Regions from separate parts of the Mus musculus genome. Here region 2 is linked to region 1. A link is a contact called in public promoter capture Hi-C data. All regions are on one chromosome and are shown on one strand. Each heading gives the region's core, a stretch centred on a gene start, on an enhancer-like site or on the middle of the called end of the contact. The rest is flanking DNA. Distances are from core to core; before and after follow the strand shown. Region 1 holds the start of Mapre1 (microtubule-associated protein, RP/EB family, member 1). Region 2 holds the start of 4930405A21Rik (RIKEN cDNA 4930405A21 gene).

Region 1 (5,897 bases), core at 380-2,879:
CTAATGTCATTTGAGAGGAGGGAATCTCAATTAAGAAAATGCCTCCCTAAGATGAGCCCTTAGGCAAGCTGGTAAAGTGTTTTCTTAGTCATTGATGGGGGAATCTCATCAGCCCACTGTGGGTTAGGACACCTCTGTGCTGGTGTGGTCTAGGGTTGTGTACTGGCTAGTTTTGTGTCAACTTGACACAGCTGGAGTTATCATAGAGAAAGGAGCATCAGTTGGGGAAAGGCCTCCAGGAGATCCAGCCGCAAGTCATTTTCTCAATTAGTGATCAAGTGGGGAGGGCCCCTTGTGGGTGGGACCATCTCTGGGCTGGTATTCTTGGGTTCTATAAGAGAGCAGGCTGAGCAAGCCAGGGGAACTAAGCCAGTAAAGAACATCCTTCCATGTCCTCTGCATCAGCTCCTGCTTCCTGACCTGTTTGAGTTCCAGTCTTGACTTCCTTTGGTGATGAACAGCAATGTGGGAGAGTAAGCTGAATAAATCCTTTCCTCCCCAAGTGCTTCTTGGTCATGATGTTTGTGCAGGAATAGAAACCCTGACTAAGACAGGTTGTATAAGAAAGCAGGCTGAGCAAGCCATGAGGAGTAAGCTAGTAACCGACATCCCTCCATGGCTTCTGCATCCACTCCTGGCTCTAGGTTCCTGCCCTGTTTTCCTTCAGTGATGAACAGAGATAATATGGAAGAGTAAGCTAAATAAGCACTCTCCTCTCCAAGTTGCTTTGGTCATGTTTCATTACAGGAATTGTAACACTAACTAAAACAGGCGCCAAATCTTTTTTTTTTTTTTTAAATTTAAAGGCAAACAATAACTGTGTAGCTCTCTGGCTGGCCTTGATCTCAGAGATTCTCTTGTCTCTACCTACTGAGTCCTGGGATTAAACGTTCATACCACCACAGTTATTTGTGGGCATATTTGCGTGTGTGTAGGCATGCGAGTGGCACTGCCCATGTGTGTTAGTCAGAGGACAACTTGCAGGACTCGCGTCTCACCTTCTATCAGTGGGTCCTGGGGTTTGAACTCATGTTGTCAGGTTTGGGGGCATGCACCTGCTAAAGCATTTCGATGGCCATTTTTTCTTTGTTGAGACCAGATCTCGCTGTGTAGCTCTGGCTAGCTTGCTACTGTAGACCAGGCTGGCCTTGAATTTACAGTGATTCTCTTTCCTGTCCAAGTGTACACGAGTGGCCTAGCACTCCCAGTTTTTTCTTTCTGAGACAGGGTCTCGTGTACCTCAGGCTGAACTCCCAGAGAGAGGGTCTGGGATGATGACAAAACGATTTGCTGGCAAGATAGGTGTGTTCCACCACAGCTGCCATCTGTGGTGTTGGGGACTGAAACCAGGGATTCATGTATGCTAGGCGAGCTAACCTTCCTCCCGAGCCTATTCATTAATCCATCTTGGTCAAACGAATTTTCTTCTGGGCTACAGCAAACCAGAATGTGCAACTGGACTCCGCCTCCTCAGAGGACTCACACGTCATTGGTCGCAACTGACCACGTGCCCAACAGGCTTGCTCCCCGCCCCCGGGCATGCCAGCTGTCGATCAAGCATTCGGCCCCGCCTCCGGCTCGCAGGCCAGTCCGTCTCTATAAAAGGCCGGGCGGGAGATGACGAGCCCCTGCGTCGGCGCGTCACGGCGGGGTGCGTGTGAGGTCATCGCGCGCGGGCGGGCGGGGTCCGACGGTTTGAACGAGACGAAGACGGAACCGGAGCCGGGCGCGCGGACGGCGGACGCGGGTCCTGAGAAAGCCGGTGAGGCGGCTGGCGGGCCCGGGCGGCGGCAGCAGTCGGGAATTCACGGGAGGCGGCTCCTCGTGAGCAGTGCGGAGCCGCGCGGGCAGTGGGGGGGAAGGGCGGGGCCGCGATCCGGTGCGCGGCCTGGGCCGGGGGCGCGCGCTCCGTTGTCCCGGGGGCGGGGCGTGGGCCGGAAGTGGGGGCTGCCTAGTGGTGACCGGCGAAGTCCTGACTTTGCGGCTGGGCCTGGAGGGTGTGTGCCCACGGGCGCGCGCGCGCGCGCGCGAGGGGCGCGGTGGGGACCCTGGGTGTAGGAGGCGTCGTTGCATAATGGGTGGGAGTTGGTCCGCGGAGTTGGCCGCAGAGTGCGACCTTAGGCAGGCGCTTCAGCCTCCCCGTGCCTCAGTTTCCTCCTCCGTAAAATGGAGACAGTAGAATTAAGCACAGAAAGGTTTCAGCTCGGTGCCTGGCAGAAGTCAGGCGGTCCGCGGGTGGTGGTTGAGTGCCTAGTAAATGCTAGGCCCCGGTCTCATCAGGGAGTAGACAGGCAAAGACATGCTTTCTAGGAGTCTGCTTTGTGGGTAGAGAGCCAGGAAGCAAGAAAATGAATACATGGCCAAGATAATTTCTGTAATTACTGTAAAAGGGCGATACCAGTACTGCAGGGTATAGCCTGACCTCTGCATCTTGGCGATGAGGATCCGGTGGCCCATTGAGGGAAGTTCAGCTAGGCCTGATGTCTGCCGGTGATGGGATGTCTTGACTAGCATTAATCAAGATAGCTCTTTAATGGGCACTTGTGTATAAGGCATTGTGTTAAGAGCTTGATGTAGCATTGTGTCATTTAATAGTCACATTGCCTTGAAAAGATGCTATCTTTATTCTCTTTCTTTCCCCTCTGTTGTGTTTTGCTCATTTTATTTTCTCTGTGGGGCTGAGAGGTGACTGCAGTTCCCCCACTGTGCTGAGCTGCTCATCATTCTTTTACAGAGGCGAGTCTGAGACTTTGGGTAGGGAAAGGACTTGCCTTACGTTGTCCAGCAAGTAACTCAACTCCAGAGTCATATCCTGTGTGCTACTCCTCCTTCTCCATCTAGAAACTGTTTCATACTTTTGTGGTGTCAAAGTGCCAGGACATAGAAGCTTGGGAGGCGGTGTGCTTTTCTGATACTTACCACAGCTCTGTGAGGAAGGTAGGGTCTTATTCATTTTACAGGTAAGCCATTTCTGAGGAAAGGAGACATGTTTCATACAGGGTCACATAGCTCTTTTTAGTGCCACCTCCCTCTTGCCTTTCCATAGGACTCTGGATGGTACTTGGAGAGGAATAGGGTGTACTTTATCCTACACTGAATTGAAGTGGGTAGGGAGCCAAGTGTGGTGAACATGCCTGTAGTCCTTACACTTGGGAGGTAGATGCAGGAGGATCAAAAATTGAAGGTCATCTAGCTATTGAGCTAGGTCATGAGATAGTGTGTGAAAAGGCTGACTAGAACTAGTTAGGGAGACTCCTGGGAGAGTCACTGAAGGGAGAGAAATACTTGAGTAGACGGAAAGGGGATTTTTCTTGTGGTTGTACCTTGCTTAGCTCAGAGAGCCCTGAAAAGGTGGGGTATGTGTTGAACTCAAGGGTATTGCACTGAGGCTAAGCAGTGGACATTTTTGTTAGTTGTTCTGAGACAGGACCTTATCTTGTACCCTAGGTTGGCCTAGAATGCTCTGTGTCCCACACTTGTCCTGAATTTGGAGTGGTGTCTCTGCCTCAGCTTTTTGAGTGCTATCTAGGTTTATGGGCATGGGCCTTCACTTCTGGCTCAAACATTCTTACCAGAAAGTGAGAAAGAGCTTTGCTGGAGAGGTAGGCTCTGTTTTGACTGCCTGGAAGAGTCAATTAATTGGTTGAGTGAGTGGATGTTTATTGCACATCCACAGGGTGCCTAATCCCATGTATTTAGTGGCCACAGAGCTCGTGGAGCACATGGGACCTGGTATTAATGTACTGCTAATGAAAGAGTTTGAAATTACATGGTGGTGAAGGGCCATTAACCTTTTCTGAGCTGGGGTGTGGTCAGGAGACACATGTGGCTTTACCAGCTGCTTTTATTTTATGATAGCATGAGACACACAATACCCAATGTGTACATATAGACCCAAGCTAGATGGTAAGTGCTCAGTCTGAAATCACATCACTCAGTCTGGATGGCTCTTATTGGTACTTAATAGCATTCTGCACAGAGTATGCATTTTATGTGTTCATCCAGGGTTTTTTAAACAGGAGAGAGATACCTCATGTGATTTGTGATTCAGAAAATTCTTTCTGGCTGCTGTGTAGGAACAGATTGAGATAGACTAATTTGAGTGAGGGCTTGTAGGGGATCTTGAGAGGTGTTGGCAGCAGATATCAGGCACAGTTTTTAGCACTGAAGATAGCATAAAAGAGAGGCAGTCTCTGCCCTGACCTCGTTTGTAACTATGCTTAGGTTTGATATGATGCCAGCTCTGTTTCCTTCCTTACTTCATACAGCTCTCTGTGAGATCCTTTTCAGATGGTTGTGTTTAGAGCTGAGCCACACTGAGTTCAGTAACTTGCCTAAAATCACAGCTAATGGAATGGATTCATGTTCAAGTCCAGGTCCTCCAGTTTTGTCCTGGCCTAAATCTGGTCTCCTAATTCTGGGAGGCTCAGAAATGGAGGAATAGTGTCAGTTTTAGTGTGATAATTATAATCCCAGAGGTTTGAATGAAGTGCTATGGAGACATGAATAATCTACCTATGCACTGAGAAACTAAGTTGTGCTGTTTTGTGTGGTAGTTCTGTCAGCTGATTTTTGGGGAGTGTATAGAGTGTTGAAAGTTAGCTTTCTGAAAAGTTTATGTAGACACCTGTATACTGGCTGGTTTTCTGTGTCAACTTGACACACACTGGAGTTACCACAGAGAAAGGAGCTTCAGTTGGGGAAGTGCCTCCATTAGCCTCTGCATCAGTTCCTGCTTCCTGACCTGCTTGAGTTCCAGTCCTGACTTCCTTTGGTGATGAACAGCAATGTGGATGTGTAAGCTGAATAAAACCCTTTCTTCCCCAAGTGCTTCTTGGTCCTGATGTTTGTGCAGGAATAGAAACCCTGACTAAGACAGCACCTTTTCTTCCCCCATATTCTGAGACAAGCAACATTTACCTAACACTCATTCTGTTCAAGGCCCTGTGTGAAGTGTGAGGTTGTGGGAAGGAGGACGAGGACAGGGATATTGGGCATAAACTGCCCCATGTCTGTAGACCTAGTTACCCCTGCTCTAAGACGAGCACTGGCTTAGGGAACCCAGACTGGAGTTGTGTGACTCAAGGCTCGAAGCAACTCCATGCAGGATAAGAGTGCGGGAAGAGACCCTCGCTTACTAATTACTAGGTAACTAGGAGGGAGTGAAGCTTCCCAAGAGAGCTAAGGGCTGGGGTCTCGTGGTTGTTCTAAATTGCTGTGAATTTTATCCCTTACTCCATTGACAAGTTTGATGTCTCAGGGAATAAGAACAATTCTAAATCTCCCAGTCCCTATAAAATCTATTGTTTGGGCTGGTGAGATGGCTCAGCAGGTAAAGGTGCTTGCCAGCTAACCTTAACAACTGAATTTGATCCCTGGGAGCTACATGATAGGAGAGAATCAACTCCTGAAAGTTTTCTTTTGACCTCCACACACATGCACGCAAAAACACAATAAAATATACAGAGAATGAGGGAATGACTGACCAGGGAGTCAGAGTATGACACCCACATTTCCTTCCTAGTGTTTTAATTGAGACTTGTAGTTGACTATAGTGATTGGTGCATGTAGTCCCAACTACTTCCAAACCTGAGGCAAGAGAATAGCATGAGCCTAGGAGTTTGAGGGAACATGGCAAGATCTGCATCCCCAAATAAAAAGAGATTATTTCAGAAGTTTGACAGAAAGGTAAGGGGCAGCATTTTCTGAGAAACAGGAAAATAAGGCTGAGCAGGCTTGGCAGTAAATATTCAGGGCCTCCTTTTCTTCATCCTTGAAATGAACAGAGTAAAGGAGCCTTAAAGAGGATTGTCAGTTCAGTAACAGTGTCTTCAAAAGACCTCATGCTTGGTTGGTGCTCAGGTACCCTCTAGTTTCTAGGGTGTGCAGCAAAGAAC
Region 2 (5,813 bases), core at 614-3,113, 3.0 Mb after region 1:
CCAGATTGTCCTAGTGAGGGTTTCTGTTGCTGTGACGACAACACCATGACCAAAAAGCAAGTGTGGGAGGAAAGGGTTTATTTGGCTTCCAGATCACAGACCATCATTGGAGGAAGTCAGGACAGGAACTCGAGCAGGGCTGGAACCCGGAGGCAGGAGCTGGTGCAGAGGCCATGGACCTTGCTGCTTACTGGCTGGCTTCCCCTGGTTTGCTCAGCCTGCTTTCTTATAGAACCCAGGACCACCATGAACTGGGCCCTCCCCGACTGATCACTAATTGGGGAAATGCCTTATAGCTGGATCTCATGGAGGCATTTCCTCACCTGAGGCTCCTTCCTCTCTGATGACTCTAGCTTGTGTCAAGTTGACACACAAAAGCAGGAATGCACAGCTTTTCACTGTTCAAATTTTCTTTTCTTTCTTTCCTTCTTTCTTTCTTTCTTTTTTTTTTTTTTTTTTTGGTTTTTCGAGACAGGGTTTCTCTGTATAGTCCTGGCTGTCCTGGCACTCACTCTGTAGACCAGGCTGGCCTCGAACTCAGAAATCCGCCTACCTCTGCCTCCCAAGTGCTGGGATTAAAGGCGTGCACCACCACGCCCGGCTTCAAGTTTTCAAGGGATTTACCAAAATGGTGACCCAAAGGGGAAACCAGCTGCCAGTCTATCTGGAAAGGACCCTTTACCCTCTCCTAGAAGCCCAGGCTCATGCAGGAGGGTCTGAGGCCTATGTGCCAGTGTTACACCTCAGGCCTGGGTCAGCCAACTGCTCCTCTATGCTAGCCTGACTTGGGCAAGGACTCAGTCAGTCACAAAATCGTCCCCATACACACCTTACAGGACCTGAGGCGGGGGGCTGGGAGGGGGGTGACCAACAGAGAAGGGTGCTGACATTCCTCTAGGACCAAGGTCTCAGACTTGGTGAAGTCCAAATTGAAGCTGCCAGTGAGTTAGTTCTTCTGTTCAAGAGAGTGAGCTGGATCAAAGGGTCAAAGACTTGCTGGTGAAAATTCTGTCTCTGCCTGGTTTCTCTCCAGGGGATACTCAGCACTGGGGAATCCCAAAGAGAAAGGGGGACTTGCCCAAGGTTATGCAAGAAGTGTTACTGAATCGAAAGGACACAGCAACACATGAGGTGTCATAGCCATTCAAGAATTTACTTTGTATTTTCACCTAAAGCAAATGAAACTGAATAGCATGGTGTAGCCAACTCCTGCTTTTAGAGTGCTTAGCACAGTGCTGGCATCAAGTAAGTTTGTTGCTTTTGCCATTATTGTGTCTTAATGCAAAAGGTAGACTGGAAACAGTGTTACCTTCTTCATTTCCCACAGTCCTCTGTCAGATCCCAGTACAGAAAGCAGGCAACCAGCGGGCTTGCCAGGCAGCAAAGATCTGTGCTTGGCAGAACCTTCTGTAAATGGACTGTCAGTCTGTGGGCGGGGAGGGGGCTCACTCGGTTGTCACATTTTACAGAGGCACAGAAAGGTTAAGCATCTAACCTAAGGTCACACAAGTGGGATACTGAACCCGTCCTTAGGACCCTTGGGAGCACAGCAAGGGATGAGGCAAAGAGGCAACTAGAAACTGCGCGGCTGAGTAGCTAGGACCCGCGTGCGGGACAGAAAGCCCACGGTGGGCTCTCTCCTCAGCCTCAGTTTCCCTACCTACAGCGAGGCGTCGCCACCAGGGTGAGCCCGCAGGGACGGACGGCCACTCCAACTCCCGTACAGACCACGCATTGCGTTCCAGCTGGAACCGGTTTGGCGGGGCGGTTCGAGAGGGCGGAGCCCCTCACTCGGGCATGCGCGAGTTGGCGCGGGCGCGCACTCCCTTTCAAGACCGGCCGGCCAGGGCGTGGGCCGCGCGGTACGCGTGCGCGCTTGCGCTGTGTCCCGCTTGCGCGCGCCCCCTGGCGGCCCCGGAATCCCGGGCGACGCGCGCGCGGCTGACGCGAGGGGCGGGGCCGGCGCGGGGCTTTAACCCGGAGGCCCCGCCTCTCGGGCGTACAAAACCGGAGCCTCGGGCCGGGCCGCGTGAGGGAGGAGGGTGAGTGCCCGCCGCTGGCCGCAGCTGCCGCCAGTCCATCCGTCACTCCGTCCGTCTGTCCGACCCACGTCGTCGCCGCCGCCGCCGCCGCCTCCTCAGCCCGGACGCCCGGGGCCCGCCCAGCGCCACCCGGAGCAGCCGCGGCCCCGCGAGGAGACGGGCGCCGCCTCCGCCCGGCCCTGCCCTGCCCCGTCTTCCCGTCTGTCCGTCTGTCCGTCCGCCCGCTCGCCCGCGCTTCCGTCCTTCTGTCGGGCCACTGGCCCTCGGGCCCGTGTCTCCGCTGAGCCCGCTTTGTCTCTCCCTAGCTCGCTGTCTCTTTGTCTCTGCTCTCGCGCTCTCGGCCCCTCCCTCGCTCCAGGATCTCGGGTCCCCTCTCCCAGCGCTCCTCTCCTCTCTTACAGCCACGGGTTCTGGCACCCCCATTCTTCTGGACTCCCTAGATCTTTTGGGGCCTCTCCTTCAGAACACACTCCACTCCCCCAGGCCTTTCCTGAGCTTACCACACATCTTGAGGGTCCTTCTTGATGCATGTGCCCCTGATTTCCTGGGGGTTATCTCCACCTAGTCCGCATTTCCCGGAGGGTTTCCCACTTCTCCGGAGCCTCCCATAGCTATCAGAACCTTTTACATCCCTTAGTGGTCTCCTTGAACCCCCAGTGTCTCCCCAGCTCCCTAACTTAAGAACCTCTGCCTTTCCTGGATTTGTCCGCTGTCGCTGTCACTGTCTCTCCTTGTTCTCCGAGCGTCCCACTTCTCTGGACCCGGTCCCCCCCACCCCCCTTGCTCTCCCTGCTTCTTTCACGCGTCTGTGTCGGTGGTCTCATTGCTGTCTCTAACGCCTGCCTCAGCCTTCTCTGCCCGGGGCTCTTGCTCCTTTGCTTCTCTGCCCGATCCCCTGTCGCCCCTTTTCTCTGCTCCTTGTCACTCCCTCTCCCTTTTCTGTCTCTGCCGGGTCTCTGGGTCTCTGACCCCCATCCGGCCCTCATGGCTTTGTGTCTGGAGCTCTTGAAGCAATGTGAGTGGTGGGGTGTCCGGGTCGGGCCGGGCGGAGTCATCCCGCAGGCTGGCCGCGGCAGAGGCTCCATGGGGTTGGCGCTGGGGCAGGGGCTGGCGCTGGGGTAATGAGGCTGTGGGGCCTCTGGACCAGGGGAACAAGGATGGTGGGGCCAGGCTGTCTGGCGAGGGGGTTGGGGGGAAAGGGCCTTCCTGCCCTGAGGCTTCTGCTTGAGTTGCTTAAGTGTGTGGAGTGCGCCCTGGGCTGGGTATCCCTGCTGGTTTGGCCCTGCATGGCCTGGCACTTTGTGATCGCTTGTGGGCAGGCCTGGGCTATTTTGGAGCCGACAGCAGGATGTGATATCACTTGGGCGTTTATTTAGACCCAGCTGGGGGTGGGGGCTGCGTTCTTGCCAACTTGAGTAATGAAATTTTGCAGGGGGTGTGGCTTCTTAGACAGCTGGGCTATATGGTTGTGGTCAGAACTTTTCAAGCTACCCTGAGTGGGCAGGTGAACAGAGGTCTGTAAAACTTGGTCTTACTGAGACCAGGATGAATCGGAGAGGAATCGCCCTTACAATGATACTCTTGATTATTGTATCTGGCTGTCTTAGACTCTGAAATCTTGATTAGACCAGCTCTAAAAAGTTTGACTTTGCCTGTGACCCTTGCACTTAAGTCTCAGGTGTTCCATCTGTAAAAGGGATGGTGAATGGGGGTAGTGGTACCAAGGGGTGTCATGAAGATCAAGTGAGGCATATGCTTTGTAAACTGTCAACCTGCCTTTTGAGAGTCCCAGAGAGAAAGCTTCCCTGAGAGGGTACAGAGCAGGTGCCCAGGACTCGTCCACTCCCATCTGGTTAAGAAGTGTGCCCACCTCTCCAGAATCCCCAGTGCCATCTTGCTTCTCCTCGGTGTGTGAAAATAAGTTGGTATGCCCAGAGAGGTGCTTGTGCTGGGGAACGTTTGAATTTTCTGTGTGCCATTTATTATTTAAGGTTGGACCCTGCTAGTGGTGCCTGAAAACAAAGTCAGCCAGCATGTGGTGAGCCACGGCTGCTTTTCTCTGCGTGGAGCACAAAGGTCCTAGTTGAAAGGTTCTGCTGAGAGCTGGGGTCTGCTATCAAGGGCTCTAGGATGTTCTAGAACTTTGGAACAGGGAGTGAGACTAGATATCATAGTCCCTGCATCTTACAGTTAAGGTGAAAGTCAAGAAAAGCCAGGAGGGGGCTGGAGAAATGGCTCAGCCGTTAAGAGCACTGACTGCTCTTCTGAAGGTCCTGAGTTCAAATCCCAGAAACCACATGGTGGCTCACAACCATCCTTAATGAGATCTGACGCCCTCTTCTGGTGTGTCTGAAGACAGCTACAGTGTACTTAGATTTAATAATGAATAAATCTTTAGGCCAGAGTGAGTGGGACCGACCGGAGTGGGCAACCTTTGTTCCCAGCAACCACATTAAGGCTCACAACCATCAGTACAGCTACAGTGTACTCATATACATTAAATAAATCTTTTTTTATGTATAAAAGAAAAAAAGAAGAGCCTTGTTCCCAGCAACCACGTTAAGGCTCACAACCATCAGTACAGCTACAGTGTACTCATATACATAAAATAAATAAATCTTTTTTTATATATATAAAAGAAAAAAAAAAAAAAGAAGAGCCAGGAGGGCCTGTCTCATGGCCATGTCTTAAGTCACTGCCTTGCTGGTACTACCTGCCCCTGGTGTGTAAAATCAGTCTCTGTGTGTGCCTTGTGATAGGCACAATCCATGGAGACTGCATTGGGAAGGTAAAAGGGCTTGTTACCTGACCCAGAAGTGGAGGAGTCAGGACTCTAGTCCCTATATCTCAGGCAGTGACTGTCCCTTTATTGTCATCTTTCTAACTTAAATTGGAATAAAAAGTCTTATCCTAGGACTGATTCTTTAAAAAAAAAAAATAGTCTTTTTATTTTTTAAGTTGCAAGGCAAAATGCCAAGGTTTTGTCCCCAGTTCTGGTGCTCAACTGCCATGTGACTTCAGACAGCTGGTCTCCTGGTGGAGCTCTGCTTTTCCCTCTGAAGAATGGGGGTGTTGAATATATCTATGTCTTGGGTCTTTGTAGCTGACATTTGAGATTCTCGGGCCACCTGTGCATTCCTGTGCCCTACCATTTAAAAGTATGCCTGATCAGAGTAAGGAGCAGTAATGTGCTGAGTGCTGTCAGCTGTATACTCAGGACAGCTGGGGGCTTTTATGGGAGAGGGCCTGTGTGGGCTGGGAAGGCTTCCAGGAAGAGACAGTATTTGAGCTGAGTCAGCATACCAGACATGATCAGGCTTGTATACAGGTGCAGAATATTGTGGGTTTTAAAGCTATTCATACTTGGTTCTGATCAGTCTTGTCATTCAATGCCTGTGCTTTCCTCATCTGGACTCTGAAAAATCATTTATACCATAGGATTGTGGAGACAATTAAATAAGATTATGTACATATAAATAAAAACCTGTACACAGTAGGCCCTTAATAAATGTGAGCTTTTCCCTCCTCATAATATCTGGTCAGATTTTTCTTTGTGGGAACAAGACAGCGCCAGCCTCTTCCCTCACCCTTGTGGTTGGGGTTCAAGTAATGAGATGTAGGAATGTACCCCAACTGTATGTAAGCAGTAGTAATAGAAGTGGTGTCTCCAGGGCCTTTGGGGGCATCAAGTAATTCACCATCATTTTCCTGACCATTGCACCTCACAACAGTCAGAAGCCATTGAGGTTCTTCCGATTTCAGTTAACTGTA

The links. Promoter capture Hi-C pulls out the DNA fragments that hold promoters and counts their contacts.
Region 2: a contact with region 1 is called in a promoter capture Hi-C map of pre-B cells, with 6 times the contacts expected there. The contact joins the promoter of 4930405A21Rik here to the promoter of Mapre1 in region 1. A contact is called at or near these places in 1 of 39 promoter capture datasets (pre-B cells) and 1 of 9 other capture datasets (adipose tissue).

The regions. Positions count from the first base shown.
Region 1 is chr2:153,739,658-153,745,554 of GRCm38.p6, forward strand. It overlaps Mapre1 (microtubule-associated protein, RP/EB family, member 1), which reads left to right and starts at 1,630. Exons shown (of 7, transcript NM_007896.3): 1 at 1,630-1,762.
Region 2 is chr2:156,719,046-156,724,858 of GRCm38.p6, forward strand. It overlaps 4930405A21Rik (RIKEN cDNA 4930405A21 gene), which reads right to left and starts at 1,864. Exons shown (of 4, transcript NR_040505.1): 1 at 1,661-1,864. All of the region lies in intron 7 of Dlgap4 (DLG associated protein 4), which reads left to right.